Regions from separate parts of the Mus musculus genome. Here region 1 is linked to region 2. The links are chromatin contacts, called in public HiChIP or PLAC-seq maps. All regions are on one chromosome and are shown on one strand. The core of a region is the stretch at or near the end of the contact, and the rest is flanking DNA. Distances in the headings are between cores, read along the strand shown.

Region 1 (5,811 bases), core at 2,323-4,822, 47 kb before region 2:
CTAAGAACACTCCCTGCTCTTTCAGAGAACCCAAGTTAGTTCCCAGGGTCTCTATCAGAAAGCCAACAAAGTCATCTCTAACTGCAGTCCCAGGGGACCCTATGCTTTCTCTGGATATCCCAGGTACCCACATACTGTGACATACATATACTCACATGATCCACATAGACGTATACGATAAGTCTAATCAAAGGTCTTTAAAATTTTTAAACTGTGAATGTCTCAGTTATATGAACTATACAGATCGGCCAAATCCTGACCAAGATGGGATTGCTCACTGGACTCCACTGCCCCTGAGCTTGTGGCCTGTGCTCACTAGACTCCACTGCCCCTGAGCTTGTGGCCTGTGCTCACTGGACTCCACTGCCCCTGAGCTTGTGGCCTGTGCTCACTAGACTCCATTGCCCCTGAGCTTGTGGCCTGAAGGTACTTATGATCTCCAGACAGAAGGCTGGGAACATAGCTCAGCTGACAGAGTGCTTGCCAAGTCTACATCAGGCCCTGATCCTCGGGGTGGGGAGCTGGGGGGGGGGAGCTGGGGGGGGGGATTGGATGCAGAGGAGGAGAGGGAGAATATGAAGGAATATGGATCACACATTAATTCAAAGTGCAACAACGCTAACAAGGAGTTTAAATTTTGTTGTGATTGCGGCTGTTGTTTTTCGAGGCAGGGTCTATGTAGACTTGGCTAGGCTGGCCTGGAACTCACTAGGTAGACCAAGCTACCCTCAAGCTAACAGAGATCTGCCTGCCTCGGTACCTAAAAAGGCCCGTGCCGTCACGCCTGGCACAGTGCTAACAATCTAAAACTTAAAAGCAGCAGCAGAGCCTGCGAGATGCTCAGTGGTGACAGCTTGCCACAGTGGGTGACAGCTTGCTGCCCAGACACAAGGGTCTCCTTCTCATGCCCACAGAAGGAAGAAGCTGGACACAGAAGTGCATGACTGTAATGCAGCCCTGAGCAGGAGGACGGGGTGATCCCTGGCACCCGCTGGCCAGACAGTCTAGTAAAAGAAACAAGCTCCAGTCCAGCTGAAGACCCTGTCTCACAAGGTGACAGACACCCTACAGGACGCTGACCACTGGTCTACCCCACCCCACACTCACACACAAACCTGTGTGAACCACACCCCCACACTCACACATGCATGCACACACTACACACACACATGAACACACCACACACAGAGATATACACACCCACTCACACACATATGCGTGTACACACAACCCACAGACTAACGTGCAGTCATGAAGGAGTCACGGTGAGTAGATTATTCTCTCACGCTGTCTATGCTTCTAAAATTGGAAGGCTCAGACTTTTAAACTGTCCGTTTATAGTTTGTCTTCCATGAAGGTTCCAAAAACCCTCCAGTTGTAGAACACCAGTTTCCCAGGACTTGAACCCAGAGCACACTCACCTTCTGGTAGCATGTCTGGAATGTCAGCTTGGTACTTTGGGCCCACTCTGATTTCACCTTTGTCAGCCAATAATGTTTTCACTGAAGGGTCGTATACCAGTGAGTAGAAGAAGGTATCCTGGAAAACAAAGACAAAAGCCACCCAAGTGAGATGAGCTCGGTCTACTTCTGTAAAGTGAATTATGTAACTTTAACTTCTGAGTATATAAGAGTCCATTTTAGTGAATACGTTAATCTTTAAGAAGAATACAAAATTTTATAATTTGTTTTAATATGAAAGAAAGCCATTAATTACTCTAGTACAGAGTTTTGCCAAGCTATAAGGAAGGCTGAGGCAGGAGGATCTTTTGAGGCCAGTCTGAGCAACACAGCAAAACTCTGTTTCAAAAACAAAATGAAGCTGGGGTGTGATGGTTACATCTTTAGTCCCAGCACTCAGAAGACAGAGGCAGGAGGATCTCTGTGAGCTCATGCATGCATTCATACAAACATACATACATAGTGAGACTGTCTCAAAAGCAAGCAAGCGAGCAAACCAAAAGCCACATATATTGACTAAATATACAAGAGTAAAGCTTACATGTGTGTGGTTTTTATTTTTACTTTATGTGTATCCGTCTTTGCCTGCATGTGTGTCTGTGTATTACACACAATCCTGAACCCACAGGAAAAGGCACGGGATCCTCTGGAACTGGACTTACAGGTGGCTGTAAGTTGCCAAGTGGGTGCTGAGAACAGAGCCCAGGTCCTTTACAAGATCAAGTGCTCATGACCACTGAGCCATCCCTCTGCCCCATCCATGAGGTCTGTTAATATCACTATGCAAATTCCGTCAACAAGTTATTATAATTCTGTCATTCTCGTCCCAGCTGTAATGTGTAGGCGTGACTATAAGGATAGACACAGCTGCAACTAACTACAGCGTTTACCACCAACCAGCCCTCACACTGAAGACTCCACTGGTTCTGTAAACGCTCAGTGAGGCCAGTGAGACTACTCAGAGGGGAAAGGTTGCTTGCAGTCCAAGACTAATGACCCGCAACCCACATAAAAAGGTAGATGGGGGCCGGTGAGATGGCTCGGCAGTTAAGAGCACTGACTGCTCTTCCAGGGGTCTTGGGTTCAATTCCTAGCACCCACATGGTAACTCACAACCATCTGTAATGGGACCTGGTATGTCTGAACACAGCTACAGTGTACTCAAACATAAAATAAATAAATAAATCTTAAAATAAAAAAAAAAGGTAGCTGTACAGAAGTGAGTCTACCAAGGTGTCCTGTGACCTCCTTATGCACACAATAGCATCCATGTCTGCCCTGTAGCCATTCCATGTATGTGCATGTGGGCAGACACACAAACATATAGTAATAATAATTTTTAAAGACAACATAACCAAAAAAGCCTCCAGTGCCCAAGAGTTAATAAGCAGAGTGACCAGGCCACTAAACTCTTAGGAATTCTGCAGAGCCCCTAGAGCGTGAGCCATTTACTCAAAACCTAGGGCCAGAGTGAGAAGGAACGAGGCTCAGAGATAAACACCCACATCTCTGTCCTGAGCCTCTCACTGGCAAGTGGCAAAGGCCACTGCTTTTGATGACTCTGCCTTTAGCCTGGACAATGCTACTGCCGAAATGCACTCTGGTTGGTGTCGCCTTGCAAGGAAGGCACAATAACACGCTGGCCCAAAAGGACATCCAAAGTGTGGGCTTCGTGTGAAGTAACGGAGAGAAAACAAAAGCGGAGACGGCTGCAAATTACCTCCTTGTCAAGGTATGACAACACGGATTCTGTCTCATTCAGCAGGGCCACGCTGCACTTCCCCCTGGTAAAGAAAGGAACACACGACAGGTGTTACAGTCTCAGTGGTTACATACTAGCTAGGGACACTCAGATCCTGAGTGTAGATGAAAGTCTCGATGACAGCCAGGGACATACTGAGACTCTTCAGATCAACTTTACAGTCCTGGTCTCCAGTGACCCGTACAATAAAGCCTGGTGACAGGCATTTAGAGGCCAGCCAGTCCTGGCAACGTTACTAGACAGAAAATCATTACAAAAGACACCTTACAGGCGCTTCCTAATTATACACTACAAAAGAAAGAAACCCAGTGAAAGCCTCAGGCTAACAGTGAGACTCTCAGGCTATGAAAAAAGCATTGAGGTGAAATCGCGCAAAAGGGGTCTTCGGTCATCCCTATACAAAGAGCACATACAATAACAGTCAGACCTCTTTATGGGAACCTGGAAATAATGTGCATTCAGGATGTAACCAACTGACCACTCCTGGGACTATTGTAAAGGCTGATTCAGCTTTAAATGACTCCTGCAGAGCAAGGGGCAAAGTAAGGTTCCCACATCCTGGAATTGAGGCCTAGGGTGGAGCCCTGAGGGTGACTTCAGAAGTAAGAGGCAGGTACTATGTAGCCCTGGCTTGCCTTGAATTCACAGATGCAGACCTGCTTCTCAAGTGCTGAGATTAAAGGTGTGTGCCACCATGTCAGGCTGAGAAACTTCAATTATAAAAGGTAGAAGGACGGATGACAAATACTTTCAAAGTTATTGTCCATTGGTTTAAGAACAGTTTACTCTAAGCCACAATAACCATGCAAACATGCAAAGCCAAACACTACAAGAACACGCACCAGACAAGGCCTCTCTCTCAGATCGCTAGGGTGAAGTACTAGTCAAAGAAAAACACCAATTAAAAGCAAACAAAACAAAACAAAATACAACACCACAACTAAAATGCTAAAGCACTGATCAAAAGCAAATTTTCTAGGTGGCCGAGTGCTGTGGATAGCCCTGGGACTAGTTAAATTTGATGTTAATTCCGTTCTCCCGAGAGTGGTTGTGAATGGGAACTGAGTCAGCACTCAGGTGTTTTCCTGTAAACCTGCTTCCCACCTAAATTTATAAAATAAAGGAGAGCTGATGGTTGGGCAGATAAAAGGGAAGGTGGAGCAGAAGGTGGAGAGAGAGAAGGAGAAAATGGAAGAGGGAGAGGACGCAGAGGAGGAGGAGGAAGAAGAAAAGAGGAGCAGAAGCACATGGTCTGGAGAAACAGCAAGTTCAAAGGGGTCTCATAGATGTGGAAGATGGGAGTGTAGCGGTAGATCTGCCCAATTTAGGTGTGGAGATTCACGAAAACAGGCGTGGCCCCGCACACCTTCGTTCCCAGCACTCAGGAAGGCAAAGGAAGCTGCTTGCTCCCTGGAGTGACATCTGTCTCAAAAACAAAACAAACAAAAAACAATAATAAATCAATTTAAAATTTTTAAATGAAAGTTTTCTAAGATCTGGGTTGAGAAGGACCCCTTTTTTCCTTCTGTTTTGTTTTGTTCTGTTTCTTTTCTTTTTCTTTTTCTTTTTTTTTTTTTTAAGTTTCCTAAAATTTGTTTGTAGCAGGAATAATGGCCCACACTTGTAATCCTAGCATTTGCGACTCTTAAGAGTGGATCACAAGCTTAAAGTCACCCGAGTGAGTTCCAGGCTCACTGTGTGTGTGTGTGATTTCTTTTAAAAACAAAAAGCTAAAGGAAGGATCTTAAGCAGGTAAACTGCACTAGTACATGTAGATATTATACATCACACACTCACACACACACATATACACACACACACACACAAAGCTGCTAATTCTCCATCAGGTGTCTTGGGCTTGGCACCACTGGCTGCCATGGGAATAGGCGTGTCTTTGTTGCAGGGCCTGAATTATGGGTAGCAGCAACTGCAACATAGATAACATCAGTATCCAATTGTGACAAGCAAAGCTTCCCGGGCCCATTTAATGTTCTATGGGAGGCCATCCTTCACTGAGAGCCACTGTTAAGAGCTACAAGTTGCAGGCTAATAATCCCTAACATTTCAGAGTGCTTATTCAAGAGTGTGACTTTGTAGGTTTTTAGATTATAAGTAGAACGGGACAAAGAAGAGAGACAGTTTAGATACTTCTATACATTTCTATTCAAATACTTATTTTCTATTGTAATACTTAAACAGGATAATTTTAACTAATAAAAATTAAGAGAAGGCAATTTGGGAAGCAGAGGGTACAGCCAAGGTGAAAAAGAGCCTTCTAGGCGTGAAGCCCTGGGTCTGATCTCTAGCGCTTGGTAAATGGGAGAGGGGTAGCGCCTGCCTAGACCCATCACTTGGGCAGTAGAAGCAGGAGCACTGCAAATTCAAAGTCATCCTTGGTTACCTAGGGCGTTCAAGGCTAGCCTGGGTGATGTGAGCCCAGTATCAACAAAAGCAAAACCAAACAGCAGCGCCAGGAAGACACTCCATCACTCTCCTCTAAGTGTTAAGAGGAATTAAAAAGCCAAGAAAAGAAGGTTGAAGTTTAAATTCAGTGTCAGTGGGTTCTGTAAATAAGAGACAACATCAAGT
Region 2 (5,866 bases), core at 300-2,799:
AAGCAGAGGCCAGCCTCGTGCTACATAGCAAGACTTTGCCTCAAACAACAACAAAAAGCACAGGTCTTAAATCCCAGCACCTATGGAGCAGAGGCAAGCAGATCTCTGTGAGGCCAGCCTGGTCTAGGACTGAATCCTAGGGCATCTAGGCCTAAGTAGACACCTTGCCTCAAACAACCAAACAACCCCACCACAACATGATAGGCAAACCCCTTCATCACTATGTATCAGAGCTCATCAACGCAGCCTCCCACTAGCGCCTCATCCCTCCAATCCAACCAGCCCTCAACAACGATTCTTACATAAAAGTGTTGACCTGAGACAAATCAGGAGAAAAAGAAAGGCTTAACAGCCCAAATTCATTTCAAACATCAACTTAAAAAAAAAAATCGGCAGGCAGAATGTGTAAGGGCAAGCAGGTATCAAACTTTTCCTTGCTCTACCTGGGATGGTGAGGAATAGGGGCTGGGTGTTGGGTTGTTTTTTTTCCCCCCTTTTTTTATATTTGATTCAACTCCATTTAGACCCTTCTTATAAAGAAACCATGGCAAGTTTTCAACCAAAGGTACAGGATTTTTCCTCTACAGAGTGGCTGGAAACTTCCCACTATGTGTTTACCTGAGAGACTAGACTGCACAGTCACGGTCTACCTAGGCGGCTCTCTCCCAGCCCTCTGCTGCTAAGTGGCCTCATTTAGCCAGGCCATTCCCCCACCATCATCCATCAGGAGCTCGGCTAATGAGCAAAGACGGAAGAGCAAGTCTCACTCACAAACACGCCACTTATCTGAATTATTATTTTACCAGGAAGGAGGGAGGGAGGGCGTCGTGAGCAGGGAAAGTTTGTTTGACCTTATTTCTCTCTCTTCTGCAGAAGGCTGGAAAGACAGACAGCAGAGCCAACGTCCAGGCTGAGCTCTACTCCCTACCTGGGGCTGCGGCTCCCTGGCCCCACACACAGCCCCACTCTCAGGGGGACTGAACGGGAAACCGAAGGGAATGGGGGGTGAAGCAGCGACGGTGCAGGGCCCGGGCTCTGCAAACAGGCCTGTCGAGCTCTGCCCCCCACCTGGGCCACCATCGTCCCCAGCCCACGCTAACACCGAGGCAGAAGCCGGGGTTTGGGGTGAGGGGTGCTCAAGCCCCCCTCCCTCGTGCCCAAAAGCCACGCGAGGGAAAGACCACTCAGCTAGGGGGCTTGCAGGGGCTCTGTCCCTTTGGGGCGTTCGTAAAGGGGGTGTCCGATGCGTGTCCCCAGAAGAGGCCTGGCCCCGAGACGCCGGGCAGGAGCGGTGGGGGAGGGGAGTGGGGGTGGGGATCCCCCTGCGCCCCGCCCGCGGCGCCCTCAGCCCCGGGCTCCCGGGCTGCTGGCAGTAAGCGTGCGCTGCCCGGACCCCCGCTCCCACCGCCCGCTCCCCGACGGGCCGGGAAGGGCCGAGCCTTCCTACCTCCGACCCGGTACATGTTGGCCGCCATGTCCGCCCGCCCGCCCGCGGAGCCCGAGCCGAGCCCCGCCCGCCGCCGCCGCCTCAGCCTCGACCGCCGCCGCTGCCGCCGCCGCCGCCGCCTCGCCACGGGGGAGGGGGAGGGACGGGGAGGGGACACCGAGGGAGGGGGCTGTGCCCGCCCCCAGCGCCGGCAGAGCGACGCCGAGCGGGCCCGGGAGGCCGGAGCACGGCGGGAACGGGGCGGCGGGCTGCGGGGGGCCGAAGACCCCAGGGGCCACCCGCACTAGCCTCGGGGTAGCACACCAGGGTCAGGGGCTGTGGAAGAACCAGGGTGGGGACAGAGGTTCAGCCACTCCGAGCGTCTCTCTCGCCCGCGTCACCTGTCCACCTTGGGACAGGTTCTCCTTTCCTGCTTCTGTTCCCCAGGGACACCCCTCTATGTGTGACCTCAAGCACACGAACGCCCTTCTGGGTACAACTCTCCGATGCAGCCAATGCAAGCGACAGATGCTTGTTTGCGTCCCTCCCTCGTGGTGAGAGGACGTTTGGTGGCTTTAGAGCCTACAGGCCCTGGGGCCAAGAAGACCCTACGTACTTGCAGCTTGCTCAAGTCTGAGACCCAGCTATGAAAAGAACTGGAAGCTGACTTTCTCACCCCGACCACACTGGCAGGTCAGTCGTGGCTGTGCCAAAACTGGGCTGAACAAAACCGACCCCCCCCCCCACACACACACACACACACACACATCCTCTAGCCCTGCCTCTAAACAGGCTTTGTGTACAGCGTGTGCTTTGACCAGGGGAGGCCTTCAGCACAAGAGGGCTTCCTTTGCCGGTAGAAGAACAGGGTTTCCACAATCCGCAGTTTTCCCCCCATCAAAAGGAGGAGGTCGTGTCTAACAGCTTGGGGTTGCTGGTCAGCTAACTAGTTTTATGTCAAAAAGCACGTCCTCGCCCCAATCCCCGTTTTTGGTTTTTTGGTTTTTTTTTTTTTTTGCATTAATGGGGATTGAAGCCAGGTCTTTGCACAGGCTAGTCATTTAACTATAGAACTAACTTTTCATGTTTGTTGGTTTGTTTTTAAATTCTTAATACACTTATTTACTTATCTATCCATCCATGCATCTATTTATCTATCTATCATGTGAGGGCATGAATGCTATGAGATATATATGTATAGGTCTATCATAGGAGTAGAGATTGAACTCAGATAGTCAGGCCTGGCTATACTGAGCTACCTCACCAACATTACTTGTTTTAATACGGGTCTCAGTTCAGGCTGGCTCTTGTAGCCTCCTGCCTCAGCCTCCTGAGTGCTGGGTTATATTACAGGTGTAGGATCACTTGTCCCATCAGAAAGCTCTTAAGTGGCTAGTTTTCCCATGCTGAGTAGCTATAGATCCCTTTTCACGTTCCTCACACCCTCTATGAGGTTTTGAATATAGATGGTCCTCATAGTACTAAACACCTGTAACCCTAGTATTCCATAGGCAAAGGCTGGAGGCGCTCCAGTTTGTGGCCAGCTTGGGATACAGAGCGAGATCTTCCTGACTGACTCTCCCCAATGAACACATAACTTCTTTTAGGAAAGCCAAGGCATTCCAAACTACACCCAGGCCTTGTTGCACAATAAACATTGGCCTAGTATTGTGGGTTGGAGTGCCTGGTGATGCTGATTTAAAGGGCTGTGCCAAAGTAGGAGTTGTCCCGGGAAAAGAAGACTGCATTTTGGTTGAAGCTCCTCTAGCATCCAATATTGAGAATAGCAGGTGTCTGTCGATTCTTTTGTACTCTGGAAAGCCTCAGATTCGCTGGTAGCTTGCAAACTGTGAGTCCTCAGCCCTTCTGGCCCAGGGAAGAAAACAAAAGAGCTCTGGTATGCTGACAGTATAGCTGTTATTTATCATTTATCATAACTCTTTTACTGGGGATCCTACCGAAAATATAATGTGACTTATCTGAAACCACTCTCCATTTCTAAACTGACACACATCAGCTGATAGTTCACCTGGAATAGTATTCCGGCATCAGAACTAATCCCTCTGGCCCAAACAGCATGAACCGCAAAGTCTGTCTTCTACTAAGAATGCCGCCTGAAAATTCAAAGAAATGGATCATAAGTTTTAGAAGGCTTTCTCATTATTTTTAAGTAATAAATATGAACAAGAGTAGGGCTGGAGGTGCATAGGAGATGGCTCAGCAGGTAAACATGCTTGCTGACAAGTTCGACCCCTGGAACAAATACATTGGAAAGAGAAAATTAATTCCCAAAAGTTGTCCACAGAGCCCCACATGTACATCATGGACTTCATACATGCACAGATAAACATGCCCATCATAAACTTCATACATGCACACATACACACATGCCCATCATAGACTTCACACATGCACACATACACACATACACACATGCCCATTATAGCCTACATACATGCACACATACACACTAAGTTTTTCTTAAAGTCCAGTTGGGGGGTAGAGGCAGGAATAGCAGGAGTTCAAGATTATCCTAAACTGCACGGGGAATTTGAGGTTAGCCTGAGCTCCATGGCTGGGTTATAGCTGACTAAGATGTGACTAGATCCTACCATACCTGAAGCTCTGGGTTAGAGGCCCACCAGAAAATAAGTCAAGAATGATAGCCTATGCTTCTAAACCCAATCCTTGGGTTGAAAGTGAAGGTAGGAAGACGGCAGGAAGGAGAAACTCAAGTTTTCCTCAGCTACACAATTTCATGACGCCATCCTAGACTACATGAGAGTCCATCTCAAAAGCAAAATAATAAGTAAAAAAAAAAAATCCTTCCTCAAAGTATTTCTGTATTCTTATTACTTCCTTATCTGCTCTTCCCATTTCCTCAGGTTTTTTGAGGTCTCTATACTTACCACAACAGGTATGTGAAAAGTGCTAAGAACATTTCCCACACCTGTCCACACTCAGCTTTTCTCCAGTCATAGCCTGGAGCCCCCATTAAAGACTTAGACCTGGGTCAGAACAGGAAGTAATGGTGGTGGCCAATTCAGACTCCCCTGTCTCCCCTATCTTCTCTGTCTTAAGCTCCTTCTACCTCCAGCTCCAAAACAGGGTCCTCTATATTGGAAATGCTCAGTATCTTAAAGAGTGGGGAAGGGAGGGAGGCTCAGCAACCAGAGCATGCATTGCTGTTTCAGGAGTGCATGGAGTTAGGATCCCAGAAGAACCCTGTACTGGCTAGTTTTGTATCAACTTGACACAGCTGGAGTTATCACAAAGAAAGGAGCTTCAGTTGAGGAAATGCCTCCATGAGATCCAACTGTAAGGCATTTTCTCAATTAGTGATCAAGGGAGAAAGGCCCCTTGTGGGTGGGGCCATCTCTGGGCTGGTAGTCTTGGTTCTATAAGAAAGCAGGCTGAGCAAGCCAGGGGAAGCAAGCCAGTAAAGAACATCCCTCCATGGCCTCTGCATCAGCTCCTGCTTTCTGACCTGCTTGAGTTCCAGTCCTGACTTCCTTGGTGATGAACGGCAGTGTGGAAATGTAAGCTGAATAAACCCTTTCCTCCCCAACTGCTTCTTGGTCATGATGTTTGTGCAGGAATAGAAATCCTGACTAGCCGGGCGTGGTGGCGCATGCCTTTAATCCCAGCACTCGGGAGGCAGAGGCAGGCAGATTTCTGAGTTTGAGGCCACCCTGGTCTACAGAGTGAGTTCCAGGACAGCCAGGGCTACACACAGAAACCCTGTCTCGAAAAACCAAAAAAAAAAAACAAAACAAAAACAAACAAACAAACAAACAAAAAACAAAAGAAACCCTGACTAAGACACACCCATATCAGAGGACCTGCAGTCGTCTCTAACTCCAGCTCCAGAGCATTCAACACCTTCTTCTGGCCTTCACACACACCTACACACAAGCACACAAACACACACATAAATAAAAAAAGTCTTAAAGTAAAATAAATAAATAGATGGGGGCTGAAGTTGTAGCTCTGTTGGTAGAATACACACCCCACATGCATCTTCATCCCCAACACTGAATAAGCCAGGTGTGGTGTCCCATGTTAAGGACTTCATATTTGTTACGTCACATTTCTCTCTGGCCATCTCCAGTATCCCTATGGAAGAGATGTCCCCTACAGCATGTCAGTAACACCAGAGTAAATGGGGTCTCCCCATGGACAAAGCTTCCTAGTATGGCTGTTGTAATTAAAGAAACACATGGAAGGCATTGCTTGAGGCCCAGAGTGTTCCCTCTGTTGGTCTCTATAAACCCACTCTTCCATTTGCAAGAATGCTGCAAATGAGCCAGGTGTGGCAGCCTATGCCTGCCATCTTAGCTTTCTGGAGATAGAGGCAGGAGGACCAGCCGGAGCTACATGAGACCTTATCTGAAAGAAAGACAAAGAAGAAAGAAAGAGACAGCATCACCACATCACTGC

Evidence for each region. HiChIP or PLAC-seq counts read pairs in DNA pulled down with a chosen protein or histone mark.
Region 1: an H3K4me3 HiChIP or PLAC-seq map of embryonic stem cells shows a contact between it and region 2, with 39 read pairs. The contact joins the enhancer-like site here to the promoter of Mta3 in region 2. A contact is called at or near these places in 1 of 484 Hi-C or Micro-C datasets (cerebral cortex), 2 of 115 datasets of contacts at active chromatin or transcription factors (the HPC-7 cell line and embryonic stem cells) and 4 of 9 other capture datasets (adipose tissue, embryonic stem cells, liver and 1 more).

Annotation. Positions count from the first base shown.
Region 1 is chr17:83,751,287-83,757,097 of GRCm38.p6, reverse strand. It overlaps Mta3 (metastasis associated 3), which reads right to left. Exons shown (of 17, transcript NM_001379391.1): 5 at 3,181-3,244; 6 at 1,422-1,539. Among named protein-coding and RNA genes, the nearest start is that of Gm46597, 24 kb to the left of the region's middle. Within about 2 kb of position 3,572, at least 8 of the 459 cell types and tissues checked have an H3K27ac peak or open chromatin away from gene starts, as enhancers often do. A contact at or near this core is called in embryonic stem cells, where this site is marked.
Region 2 is chr17:83,701,867-83,707,732 of GRCm38.p6, reverse strand. It overlaps Mta3 (metastasis associated 3), which reads right to left and starts at 1,549. Exons shown (of 17, transcript NM_001379391.1): 1 at 1,448-1,549. The coding sequence starts at 1,475.